Linked DNA regions of Lactuca sativa: region 1 is linked to region 2. Evidence: chromatin contacts called from public Hi-C data. All regions are on one chromosome and are shown on one strand. Each heading gives the region's core, a stretch centred on a gene start, on an enhancer-like site or on the middle of the called end of the contact. The rest is flanking DNA. Distances are from core to core; before and after follow the strand shown.

The links. A called contact is a pair of places that touch in the nucleus more often than the background predicts.
Region 1: a Hi-C map of leaf shows a contact between it and region 2, with 4 times the contacts expected there. The contact joins the promoter of LOC111906610 here to the promoter of LOC111906611 in region 2. A contact is called at or near these places in 2 of 4 Hi-C or Micro-C datasets (both in leaf).

What each region holds. Positions count from the first base shown.
Region 1 is chr7:43,927,891-43,934,090 of Lsat_Salinas_v11, forward strand. It overlaps LOC111906610 (coatomer subunit epsilon-1), which reads right to left and starts at 4,285. Exons shown (of 7, transcript XM_023902376.3): 1 at 4,032-4,285; 2 at 3,860-3,949; 3 at 2,943-3,094; 4 at 2,534-2,669; 5 at 2,271-2,426; 6 at 2,041-2,120; 7 at 1,725-1,945. The coding sequence starts at 4,196. The coding sequence ends at 1,852. It overlaps LOC111906608 (BTB/POZ domain-containing protein At1g30440), which reads right to left. Exons shown (of 4, transcript XM_023902375.3): 4 at 4,814-5,818. The coding sequence ends at 5,228.
Region 2 is chr7:43,789,909-43,796,734 of Lsat_Salinas_v11, forward strand. It overlaps LOC111906611 (probable WRKY transcription factor 14), which reads left to right and starts at 4,424. Exons shown (of 3, transcript XM_023902377.3): 1 at 4,424-5,276. The coding sequence starts at 4,750. LOC111906586 reads right to left here and starts at 1,535. Exons shown (of 1, transcript XM_023902339.1): 1 at 837-1,535. The coding sequence starts at 1,535. The coding sequence ends at 837.

The DNA of each region.
Region 1 (6,200 bases), core at 3,035-5,534, 140 kb after region 2:
ACATCTCTTCCAAACGTGACACATGGTGAGTGGTGAGTGGTGTTGCATCGCCTATAGCAGGTGAAATCGTGAATCTTCGAAAAAAAATCATATCTTTCGCATACGAGCTCTGTTTTTGACGTTGTTTGTAGTTATTTCCAAGTACTACAACTTTCTTTTAGACTTCATCAACTAATTCTCATTCTATTTTAAATTTTACAGTTTATGAATATTACACTGCAAAAAACCGTGCAAAATTCATAACTTCTTCATATGAACTCCGTTCTCGACTATCTCTATATCGACCGATTCGTATTTACGAGATCTTCAACCCTTATTTACATTGTTTTGGCTACCAATCAACTGATTTTACTTTCGATTTCTATGTTGTACCTTGTTGTACTGTGTCGTAGCGAAACTTAAAAAAATCAAAACTTCTTCATACGAAATCAGATTTGAGCGTTCTTTATACGTCACAGAATCATCATCGCAACTACTAAAACTTTCGTTATAATTATTTATCCTAAATAATCTTCTATTAAAAACGTTATTATCACTCGTAACGCATACGACGAACAACCTTTTCGATGATTTTAATTATAAATAATTATCACTTATTATATTTTAAACGTCTAGTCCGAATCCATGGGGGTTACATTCTTCATACATACTTGACGATAGGATAGGAGTGGTAGGAGTAGGGTGGGTGGATGGGTGGAGTAGGGTGGTGGACCGGTGGTATGGCTATGTAGATAGGATATGTAAGGTAGGTTAGTGTTAAGGTGGATATGAGGGTAGGGTGTGTTTATCTTTTAGAAACTTTTATAAATGAAAAAAAAATACATAAAGCAATAATTAAGTTACATGTAATTTTGAAAAACAAAAAATTCTCTTTTCTTTGAAATTTTTAAAAAAAAAATCTTAAACAAACATGTTTCCAAAATTTACTTTTCTTATTAAAAAAAAATCAAAAAATCAAAAAAATTTCCACAACAAAGTGCATGTTTAATGTTTTCTCTTTTCTCTCCCTTGCTAATGGAATTGAAGCTTTCACAAGGTAAAATCTAAACTTAGCTACATTAGTTGGTTTCCAAGACCTATTTTTGGCTATTGCGTCATTAGAAACAAACATGAGAGGACATATTTGTTTTAAGAAAATTATATTAAAATGCAAGTCATAGGTTGTGTTTGGCGTGTCACTTTGTCAAACTAAAAAGTCGTTTATAAACTAGCTTTTTAAAAAACTATTTAGAATAGTTTTTAAGAGTTTTTCTTTTTAAATTCAAATATACCACTTAATTAATTATAGAAACACATTCTCTTAAATGTCATTTTATGTAATTTTATATCTTTCAGTTAATTTTACCAAATGTCATTTTTTATCGCTAACTTTTCAGCTATCAGCTAGCTTTTTATTTTACAGCTAGCTTTTCATCTATCAGCTAGATTTTCAGCTAACAGTTAGCTTTTCAGCTAGTACGCCAAACATAATATAATCGTTTGCTCAGTCGTGTTTGTTCTTTTCGTATATTACTATATTCTCCTACAAGCCTTTTCTTTTCTTATGTATCTTATTTTTGGATGATCCAACAATCCATATTTACGGAAGTCAAAGATCTGATTTTTATTAGTACCATGTGGAAGCATCCTCCCATGTGAGATCACTTGATTAATACTTCTCTTAAAGTTAAATCCCATTTATTTAAATTAACCCCATGTGAGACCCCCTTTGACCAACTACTCCACGACAAAACTATTACTTTTTCCTCTATTAGAAAAAAAACAAAAATCAATTATTTTCTGAACTTTTAGTCACATATATTCAAACACACAAGTATTCAAAATTGACTTCCTTTTCAAAAATCAACATCTTTAAGCAACCGTTTGTATTGCTCTGTTGAAATTCTCCTCTGCAGTTAAACCCCGTTTGAGTAGCATGTGTTCTGGATCCGACAGTTTTAACTGACTGCAACCAAAAAAAACACACAAAACTCAGTTTCTAAAAGACTACTGTCTATATAAATAATATTTAAAAAAATATTTAAGAAAATGACTGCAAACCTTAAAAACCGTGAAGAAGGTTTCCCAAGATGGAGACTGCATACAACCAGATTAGCCAGTGTTTCTCGATCCTTTGCATCCTATTTGAAAACATTACAATTAACTTATTCAACTTTTGTCCCATTGACATCAGTGTCAGTGTCAGTTCAATACATGCCACATGCAGTACAACCTGTTTTGTATTGTCATGTAATGAAAAACAGGGCCTCGTTTGGAAATTGGAAATTTACCTTGTTGAGTGCTTCTAGTAAAAATGATTCAGCTTCATCAAAATTGGCCATTTGCATGGAACACACAGCCTTCCCATTAAGGATCAGACTAGTCATTTGGTACTTCTCAGAGAAATCTTGGAATATGAGATATGCTTCCTGTATCTTTGAACCACCCTATTTCATAAAATTGTACACTTCATAAAAAAAAACAGTTTTTCATATATAGGTTACCAGATTAAGTCATGTCCCCAATAAGTCAATTAGGTTGAAAAAACACATACCACAGCTAAATTAAGCCATGCAGTTGCAAGCTGAGTCAATGTGTGATCCTCATCAATCTGTTGCATAACTCTTAATTGCTTCTCAGCATAATCTGATCTGTGCATCTTGAGGAAAATGTGGACATTCAAGGCATATCTGAAAGGGACATAATGCATTAGGAACAGAATAAAAGAGCAATAATTCCTGTTAAATCAAGATCTGTTTATAACCAAAAATATTTGATTGTTTGTAGTTATGGAGCTGTGTGCAACTAGGAGTGGCAAAATATAACTGATGTAAGATTAGAATGTAGGGTATTGAGTGTATGTGTATCTTTTATGGGGAGTAGTAAAGAAATAAAATTAATAACAAATAACATCATAAAGAGAGAGAGAGAGAGAGAGAGAGAGAGAAAAAGTAAAACTCAACAGTTCCATAGTCCCTCCAGCATTTGTGTGTTTGAGAGCCTCATTGTAATCTTGTTCATGCATGAATATGGTGCCTGCAATAAGCCTGAGAATTGGATTGTTCCCAATGGCATCATCTGCCAACCACTCCTTTATACTTGAAATGATGCTTTCCTATCAGATCATATAATAATTACTAGTTAGAGAAATGGCCCATTTTATCCCTGAAATGACAGCAGAGGCACATGTACACAAATGGCATACAGCATACATGCTTTTATTCGTTAAGAACACGTCTTGCTTTCAAATTTCAATTGTGCATGTTGCAGTTTATGAAAGAAAACTTGACCTAATTGCAGACATAGAACTTATTAATATTATTTGACTAATGTAAATCACTGAAGAACAATTCATGAATAGAACAAGACTTTCAAGTAACCAAGATGACAACAATAATTCATGTTACTTCTTGCCAATAAAATTGAAAGCTTTGACTAAGCTGTGCACAAAACTTTGAATTATTTGTCAAATTTGTTGAGTATATAATATATCATGCAGTAAATACAAAACCAAGGAATCATCTATAGACTTAAACCATATGATTTTAGCAATGAGTAAGGGAAATAGTAACTTCAAGATTAGAACTCTCAACAAAGGATTTCCCAAGTTGTATGGAATCTCAAAAACAAAACTTATTGCAATATCTACAGGATATAAGAATCCTCCGTTTGTTTCAAAGTGATGCTGTCCTTCACTTCAAAATAGGAACTTTCAACAAAGGTTGCAAATTGCAATGCTACTGAAACCTCAAAAGGGGAATTATTGCAATTTCCATGGAACAGAAAAAGCAACGTGTTTCATTTTTGTAGACAATGATTATGTCCATATTGCATACAAGTTAATAGCTATCGACATGACTACGAGATCAACAAATTTTACCTTGTTATCGGGGCTGGAAAGATACAAGGCGAGTAATTTCACGGCTTGCAGAGGCGTCGCCGCAGATGAATCGACTTCATTAATCACAAGCTATCGAAGATCAATTCAATTACAACACATGAAATCAAACAAATGAGAAAAATAATAGATAGATAACGAAGAAATCACATACTTCGTAGCTTCCAAGGGCAATGTAGGATCTATACACAAGGCAATCTCGTTCGATTAAATCCTCTTCCGTGAGTTTGGGGATATCGCTGTTGTTGATTGCGGCTTGATATGCTCCCAAGTAGAAGTTGTTTCTCAAATTGAACAACACATCGGGTGCCATCGCCATTGTTAATCGGATCTAGATCGGAGATCGGAGATATCAACAGATGGAGAGAACGCGAGCAAGATGTTTGTTCGGCAGTTCTTGAAACGGTTCAAAGAGATGTGGCAAAATAGTTTATCAGTGTTCTTGAGGACCTTCAGCTTTCAATACTTGTCAACTTTGGCCCTTATTTATATAAACACTAACAAAAACGGTTCAAAGAGATGTGTAAATTGTAAAATGATTTACTTGTCTTCCAAACTTATTATATCCAAAATATGTCCAATAATTTCATGCTCACAAAATACAAAATATAATTAATTACTTTTTCTTCAAAAAAAAATTAAGTTGGAAAAAGAAAATTGATTTCATTATCTAATGTATAAAGAAATATAAATATATACGAGAATAAATTGGAAATTATTTTTTTTCCAATTTTATTAATAGAAAAATTTTAATATAAATATGTACTAAATATGGAAATGATTTTTGTAACCATTTTAGAAAGAGAAATATAAATATATACTGAAAATGAAATGAGAATAACTTTTTTACTACTTTTTATAAGTAAAGAGGTTATTTTCTTCAAGTTAAAACAAGCCCATCAAAATATTACAGAAAAAAATATATCAACAACAAAATGACCAAATACATATTTCCATTTTCCTTGATAATAAAGATCCCAAACAAATAACTTTTACTCTACACACAAGTCTTCTTACAAGTAAGTTACTATGACCACATAACATTTATAACTCAAACTAAACATAATCAACAAGAGAGCTAATAAAACATACAAAGAGCTCACAAGTAAAAAAAAAAAAAAAAAAAAAAAAAAAAAAAAAGATATTTGCTTAGCAATTATACTAATTGTATTGTTAAATTTACTTATTTGATCATTATATCAGATATTATGATCACCATTTACCCACCCTTCTTACCTTCCAACCAAAAACCAACATTTCAGACACCAATGCCACATCATCATTCTACTCGATAGTAAAATTGCCAAACAAATATCTTTTTTCTCCAATTTCAACATTTTTTTTCCAATTTTACCCTGCCCAAGACAAATCTTTCTTATGCTTATGTTGCTTCTCTCTACCCTTTTCAATCTTCCCACTTCCATTATTCTGCTTGCTAACACTCCCCTCTTGTGCACTACACATCTGAGACTTAAGTTTAAACCCAAACTTCTTTGACATGTTACCCCACGCACTGCCGCCACCACCACCACCACCGCCACCGCTGCCGCCCTTACCTCTGCCCAGTTTCTCAATCTCCTGCTTCATATTCGAACACTCTTTTTCAAGCTCAGACACCCTCATCCTCATACTATCCATACCAACTTTCAGAACTTGATTCTCCCTCACCGCCGTGTTCCAGCCACCACCGCCGCCCTCCTGGGCGGAAACCACCCCGCTTCTCAACTGCCGTGACCCGTCCGCCAGATTGTCAGACACCAAGAAACATCCGGCGATTGATGTCCGGAGCTGCAACTGCTCGAAGAAAAGAACTTGGACTATGATTCTTAATGGCAGTCTTTCATTCTGTGCAGCATGTGTGCAAGCTTCTAATGATAGTTTTTGGCAATCCATGAGTCTACAGAGTTGTTCTCTATCCGAATCTGCTAACCATGGGTGAGACTGCATTCGGAAAAAATGAAATGAATAAGATTGGACCATTATACCCTTCCCAAATACCATTCAGAAAACATATTTACGGAGAAATAAATGAGGGTAAATTTGTAAAAAGTTTGGACTTACCAGGGAAAACCCATCTCCCTTGCTTTCTCTGTTAAATCGTTCTTTCTGTATTAAGTAAAAAAAAAAACACCCATATATAGAGTACTGGATTAAGTCCTTGACTTAATCCGATAAGCTATAAAACTATATAAAAGGTGTTTCAATTTTACTTAAAATGGAAAGAACGACTTAACAGAGAAAGCAAGGGAGATGGGTTTTCCTTAGTAAGTCCAAACTTTTTACAAATTTGCCCTCATTTATATCTCCATTTCCCTACGCGTGC
Region 2 (6,826 bases), core at 3,174-5,673:
ATATGGGAAGCTTATTAGTAGAGCTAGAAATAAAATGAAGAGAATGTAAAAACTAAAGAACAGACAAACCGAGATGACCAAAACGCCGATTCCATATAGGAAGAGTGACAACAACACAACCAGTAGCAGTAGGAGAAGGATTGATGGAGGGAAGTATAGGGTAGAGATCACCTACACTATCACATCATTGAATGAAAGCACCTATTTTAAAATCCTTCACGGTGAAACCAAAAAGGGTCAAAAGTTACAGAGATAGAGTTATCAGTAGTGAATTTTCGCATAGACAAGAGGTTTTTGACCATTTTGTTTGAGATAAGTACATTATTTAAAGAAAGGAGGTTATGTGAATGCGGAAAAAAAGTATGTCCAATATGAGTGACGGGCAGGACAATACCATTACCAACCATAATAGATTTAGAGTTGCATGGAGTAAGGGAGAGCATGTTACCTGAATTGAATAACATGTGCGAGCTAGCCCTAGAATCCATGTAGTAGTTGTTGTTAGATGGCGGTTGGACTGATATAGCTTGAAATATGGAGGCTAAATTTGTGAATTGAGTATGAGCACCAAAGGAGGAACCCGAGGCTGGAGCCGGCCGCATATACACCAAGGATGGAAGGTGCGTGGCATGCGACTATTGGACAACAGTAAGGATGAAGTCTGTTGTCATCGAAGAAGGGAGCTGACCGAGGGACTGTTGGGGCATGGCCTGCAAGCCATGGGGCGATTGGACCGGAGTTGGGCCATGTTGTGGGTGTTGAGACAGAAAGGGTTGCTGCGAGAAATTTTTTTGATGTGCAGGAAACAGAGGCTGCAAAGGGTGCAGCTTCTGAAACTATTGCATGGAGGCTGTTGGTCCGGGACCATAAGCAGGAATTGGAGCATGTCCCAAAAATCCAACAAAATTCCATTGCAAATCAGTTTGTCCAACATGAGATCTAGGTTTAGTGGAGTTCCGTTGTGTGTTCCGATTTTTTGACCAACGTTTTTTGGATCTTCCAGAATTGTTGGAGGATGAGAAAAGTGCCGAGTTTTGAGTCACATTGGAGTCAAGAAGTGAATTAGATGAAGCTTCACGAGACTCATGTATGAGCAACATGTTTTTGGCTTCAAAAAACGATGGGAACGACTTGGTGTTTGTGATGACATCAACGATGTTGTGGTACGAGGGAGGGAATTGGCAAAGGTTTTGCATCACAAGTTCAATATCGGTGATGGGCGAGTCAACATCCTTAAGATCATCTGCAAGGTTCTTGAGAGTGTGGCAGAATTCAGTGATGAAGTTGGAGCCTTTCTTTGTATTACGAAACTGATCTTGAAGCTGTAACATTTCGAACATCTTATTGTTGCGAAAAAATTCGTGAAGTTTATCCCAAAGATCTTTAGCAGAACAATCATCACTACAAATAATTTGGAGAAGACTAGGATCACATGTACTGTAAAACCAGGACTTTATGTGTGCATCAATTGAGAACCTTTCCTCATCATCATTACTAGTGGGTTTTGACTTGCCCGATAAGTAACCATAACTCATTTTTCCATGGCACATGTTAGAAAAGATTTTCCTCTATAACTTGTATTGTGAACCATCAACATTCAGTTTAAAATTGAACTGGTTATAAACATTGGTAAGTGAACAAACCAAATTCAGTTTGGATGTAATGGTGGTCGATGAAGAAGCTGGTATGGTGGACATAATAGGCTGTCACGATAGTATGTAAGGCATGCAACAAATGGAAGCGTGGGGCAGGAGTTGTGCAAAGGTTTCAGTCTTACATAAATTGAGGCAGATGTGAAGCACCGGGACGATAAAAAAGGAGGGCAGTCCACAATGAAGAAGCCGACTAAGAGAGTGAACAAGAAGAGAACATATCATGGCATAAATTTTTTTTTGGACTTAGAGAGGCGCCATACGTGAGAATGAAGGGGTTTAGAAACCCTAGCTTGATACCATGTTAAATGTGGTAAAAGCCCTCTCCATTAGGGTATTGTATTGCAAGGATATATATATATATATATATATATATATGTGTGTGTGTGTGTGTGTGTGTGTGTGTAAAAGGCCCTATAAAGACTATAAATTAACATGATTGACAACCCCATGGCTTTATGAAGGAAGTGAAGTTTGTGTTTTGTTTAGTATATTTTTGGCAATAACATGGATATGTTAAGCTTGTTAGTTGTTTTGTTTTTGATCTTTTTGAAAAATGGATGTGTAGTATTTTCTTTTGAATCGTATGTAATATAATAAGTATTTTCTCATTCTTGTTGTGCTTCAAATATCGATTGACTATATCAACTTTACAAGAACAAAATCGATAGGAAAGATACCTAGCAATTGGTTCTTGAGTTTGCCTTCTGATTTCTAATGGGTAGAAGGAAAAATCAAATACATGGTGATCAATGCTTTACCTTCGCTTAAAAGAGGATGTCACATGAAGCCTTCTATAACGAGAGGAGAGGAGACGAGAAAAAGGGAGACGACGAAGCGTTCTTGAAGGACAAAAGACGAGACAAGAGAAACAGACGAAAGAAAACGTCATGAGAGAAGACGAATGATGTTATTTTGCTTCTAGATGTCACATTAGTACCAAATCTACCCATGTGTGAAGTGGCAACCAAGAAATCAGTTGAAACCTATTCAAATGCTAAATAGTATAAAAATTGAAAGTCTAGAGAATTAATTAAAAATATTATAACTTCGGGTAACCACATTATGATAGTTTTGAAGTAAACAAAATTCGATATTATAAATATATAAAACGTAACCAAGTTAGCTTTCATTTTTTTACGTACCAAACAAAATGAATGTTGTCAATATATTTTTGACTTTTTTATTTTTGGAATTTCCCGTCTTTTTTACTTTTTTTTTAAACCGTAAAATAAACTCTTAACAAGACGAAAAGACTAATAAAGAAATAAGACAAAACTTCAAAAATGGTCCCTGTGGTTTTCGAAAATATCAAGTTTAGTCCCTAAGTTCAAAAAACCTCATAGATTGTCCCTGTGGTTTCAAAACTTTTAACATTTGGTTCTTCCGGCTCACTCCGTTACCATTTAACCGTTAAGTCAGGGGCATTTTTGTCATTTCATTACCCAGGGACCATTTATGAGGTTTTCTATTACTTTTTTAAAAATAAATAAATAAATTTAATATGTAAGGGTCCCACCTCTCTCTCTTTCTCTCTCTCTATAGAAGACGCCGCCGATCTCTCCTTCATGGATGTATGTAGGGTTTCCACCATGGAGCTGCTTAATTTCGCTAATGGAATCGCCATGGGGAGCAGAGCACTAGAGAGACTGTTCAAAATTCTCGACGTATACGAAGCCGTGAAGGATCTATTACCGGAATTCGAGGTATTATTTTCCGATCAATACTGTTTATTCTTAAGAAACGAAGTCACAGGCGTTTATTCTTAAAAACCCACAAAGATTGTTGAAAAAAAAACAAACACCCATATGAAAAAGTTGGTTATGAAGGAATTGTTCTTGTTCTTGCTCAAATCAAGACTTGTTCAAGTGGAGGAGGGGAGAACTTGGTGGTAATCGAACTTCACAACAGTGGCGGTGATGGTGGGTCACGACTGGAAGGTAGTGTTCGGTGGTGTTTAGTGGTCATAACAACAACAGAGGTAGTGATTAATTATCAGAACAGGAGGAGGAAAGAGAGGTTGAGATTGCGGAGGTAGTGCTTTGGCTCACCGGTAGTCACCTTCGACTAGAGAAGTCCCCGACGGAATTGTTTTGGTCACCGGTAGGTTACATTAGTGAGTAGTGGGGTGTTTGGGGGTTGAGCTTCGACGGGAAGGGATCTGTTGGAGGTTGGGATGGAGGCAACAACCTCCTCCTTCTCATCTTCGCATTTTCTGGCAAAAGGAGGACCACCCACCTCCGGTGGGTGAGTCATGGCAGTCTAATGAAGAAGAAATGGGGACAACAATAGCAAGTATTGGAGTGTTTGTGTGGTGCTAGACGAAGAAGAAAACAGGAGAGAGAGAGAGAGAGAGAGAGAGAGAGAGAGAGAGAGAGAGAGAGAGAGAGAGAGAGAGAGAGAGAGAGAGAGAGAGAGAGAGAGAGGTGGGACCCTTACATATTAAATTTATTTATTTATTTTAAAAAAAATAATAGAAAACCTCATAAATGGTCCCTGGGTAATGAAATGACAAAAATACCCCGAACTTAACGGTTAAATGGTAACGGAGTGAGCCGGAATGACTAAATGTTAAAAGTTTTGAAACCAAAGGGGCGATCTATGAAGTTTTTTGAACTTAGGGACTAAACTTGATATTTTCGAAAACCACAAGGACCATTTTTGAAGTTTTGTCAAGAAATAATAAATATATATATCATAATCGCAAATGTATATTGCAAAACTATATAAAATAATCCACATATCTCAGTCAGATTATGGCCATCTAAAAATCCCCATTAACTAATCATGAATCTAATATACAAACCCTTTTTTCCTTCTCTTTGCGTATGGAATAGAACTGTCATATGTGTGAAAAGTCAGCGACTCTTTCTCTTTCTACTTTCATCTCTTTCTTCCAAACCCTAAAAACTGTCTCTTTCAACACCCTTCAAGAACTCATCATCTCCACATGTAAACAAAAAAGAAAGAGCTACATCAGCTGCATCTTCATTCTTCAAACCTTCACGTCTGTTTGGTGCAAAAACCACAGAAATCTGGTTGGTCACAGCCAAATTTTCTTGAGGTTAATTCTTGATCTTCTTCCCATTGGTTGATAATGGAGAACAACTATCTTGGTGATTTAGCAGATATTTTCCGGCCAGGCAGTGTCAACTCCGGCGATCCTCCGGGGGTTTCAGATTGGCAATACTTTGATCAATCTGATCAAGAACCACAGATGATCCAAAAGTCAACAAGAATCCATGATCAAGCTGGTTTTGGTCAACCCTTCACCAGCCTTCTTGCAGATCCACTCGTTCATGAAGGAACTTCAATTCCATGCTTCTTTGGAAACAGTTTAGATGAAATTGAACAACCTACTCCAGCAACAAGAACACATTTAGGGTTTGATGATCACAAGATCAAGGATAACCATAACCATAACCATAATCATAATATATTTTCAAAGATGCTTCAGATTTCACCAAATGCTGCAAAGTCAACTTTTTCTTCAAATAATGATATCATCACATCTTCTAATTCTTCTTCTGCTGCTGCTGCTGCTTCATCAAAACGCTGTTTGCTGGAAACTTCCTCCACCACCTTACAGATCTCATCCCCGCGAAATCCGGGCATCAAGAGAAGGTAAACAACTTGATACCCTGCACATATTAAATTCTTTCTTATTGGAAACTGCTTCAATGAAATAATATATAGGAAGATCGCATGTATATTGCTTCATAACTGATACACATATAATTTTTAACTCACTTTTACAACTTCTATGATAATTTTTAATCCATTAGATACATTTACGTATTTAATATAATAATAATGATGGTAAAAAGTCTTGCATAGTGTATAATAACAATGAATTCGATATAAATTGCTTCGTTGGAAGTCTAAGCGATCCTTAAAAACACACATGATAATAATACGATTTATTAAAGACTTGTTAATTTACAAGCTAAAATTAGAAATAAAAATTTAAAAATCTATACTAAAAATTCAATATTTTGTACTAATTCAGAAGATTCTTTATGCTTAGTATTTTATTTCAAATGTATAGTTTTCTGTGCAAAAATTGTATTTGTAATTCATAAAATTTCAAGATTAATTTATTTTGATTATCTTTTTTATGGATATTTCAAAAACGTACTTTTCCTATGTTTCATTTCATTTACAAAAATAGAGAAATACAGTATATTACAAAACCGTGATGTTGTTACTTATTGTCTATGTCATCTAAATCAAAAACTCAAAAATGATTTATATATGGTATACTTTACTTTTCACAACATTATCAACAGTATTTGTTTGATAGTATTATTTAATAGCTATTTTAATATTTTGATTATAGTTTTTTCAAGGACAGATTTAAAATTTATTATCTAGACATTATTGAAAGTTAAGATTTTAAATATATAATATCATTGATCTATTCATATATATATATATATATATATATATATATATATATATATATATATATATATATATATATATATATATATATATATATATATATATATATATATATATATATATATATATATATATATATATATATATATATATATATATATATATATATATATATATATATATATATATATATATATATATATATATATATATCAGTAACATTTTCCAAGTTTGTGATTGATCTATTTTTATATATCTTATAAAAATAAAAAATAAAATATAGTCATAATTATGAACATTTTATTTTACCTGGAACACATAATTCTGATTAAATATTTGTTTGCGTTATTTCGAAATTATTATTTTTAATTTTTCCACAAATCTTTCTATTTTTCACTTTTCTAATGATAAGTTCGTTTTAAATAAAAACTCAAAAGGTTATGGTTTACATATATTATTTATTGAGTATTTTGAACAATCAGTAACTGATAAATAAACTTATCTTTTAAGTTTTTTAAAATTGTAATGTCTGTCAAACAAAAAAAAATACTAGTATAAGCTAGCTTTTAAAAAAAGGTTATTTAGAGGGTGTTTGTGAGTGTTTTTCAAAATGAACTAGAGCATGATTAAATTTTGATTTAAAAACTCCTTATTAACTTATTGAATTTTTAAAAAGTCAAATAAGTTTTAAAAAGTGTATGATAAATGAAAAAGTCCTTTTAAAACAATTTCTAAAACAATTTCTACATGTTTAAATTTCATTTAAAAAC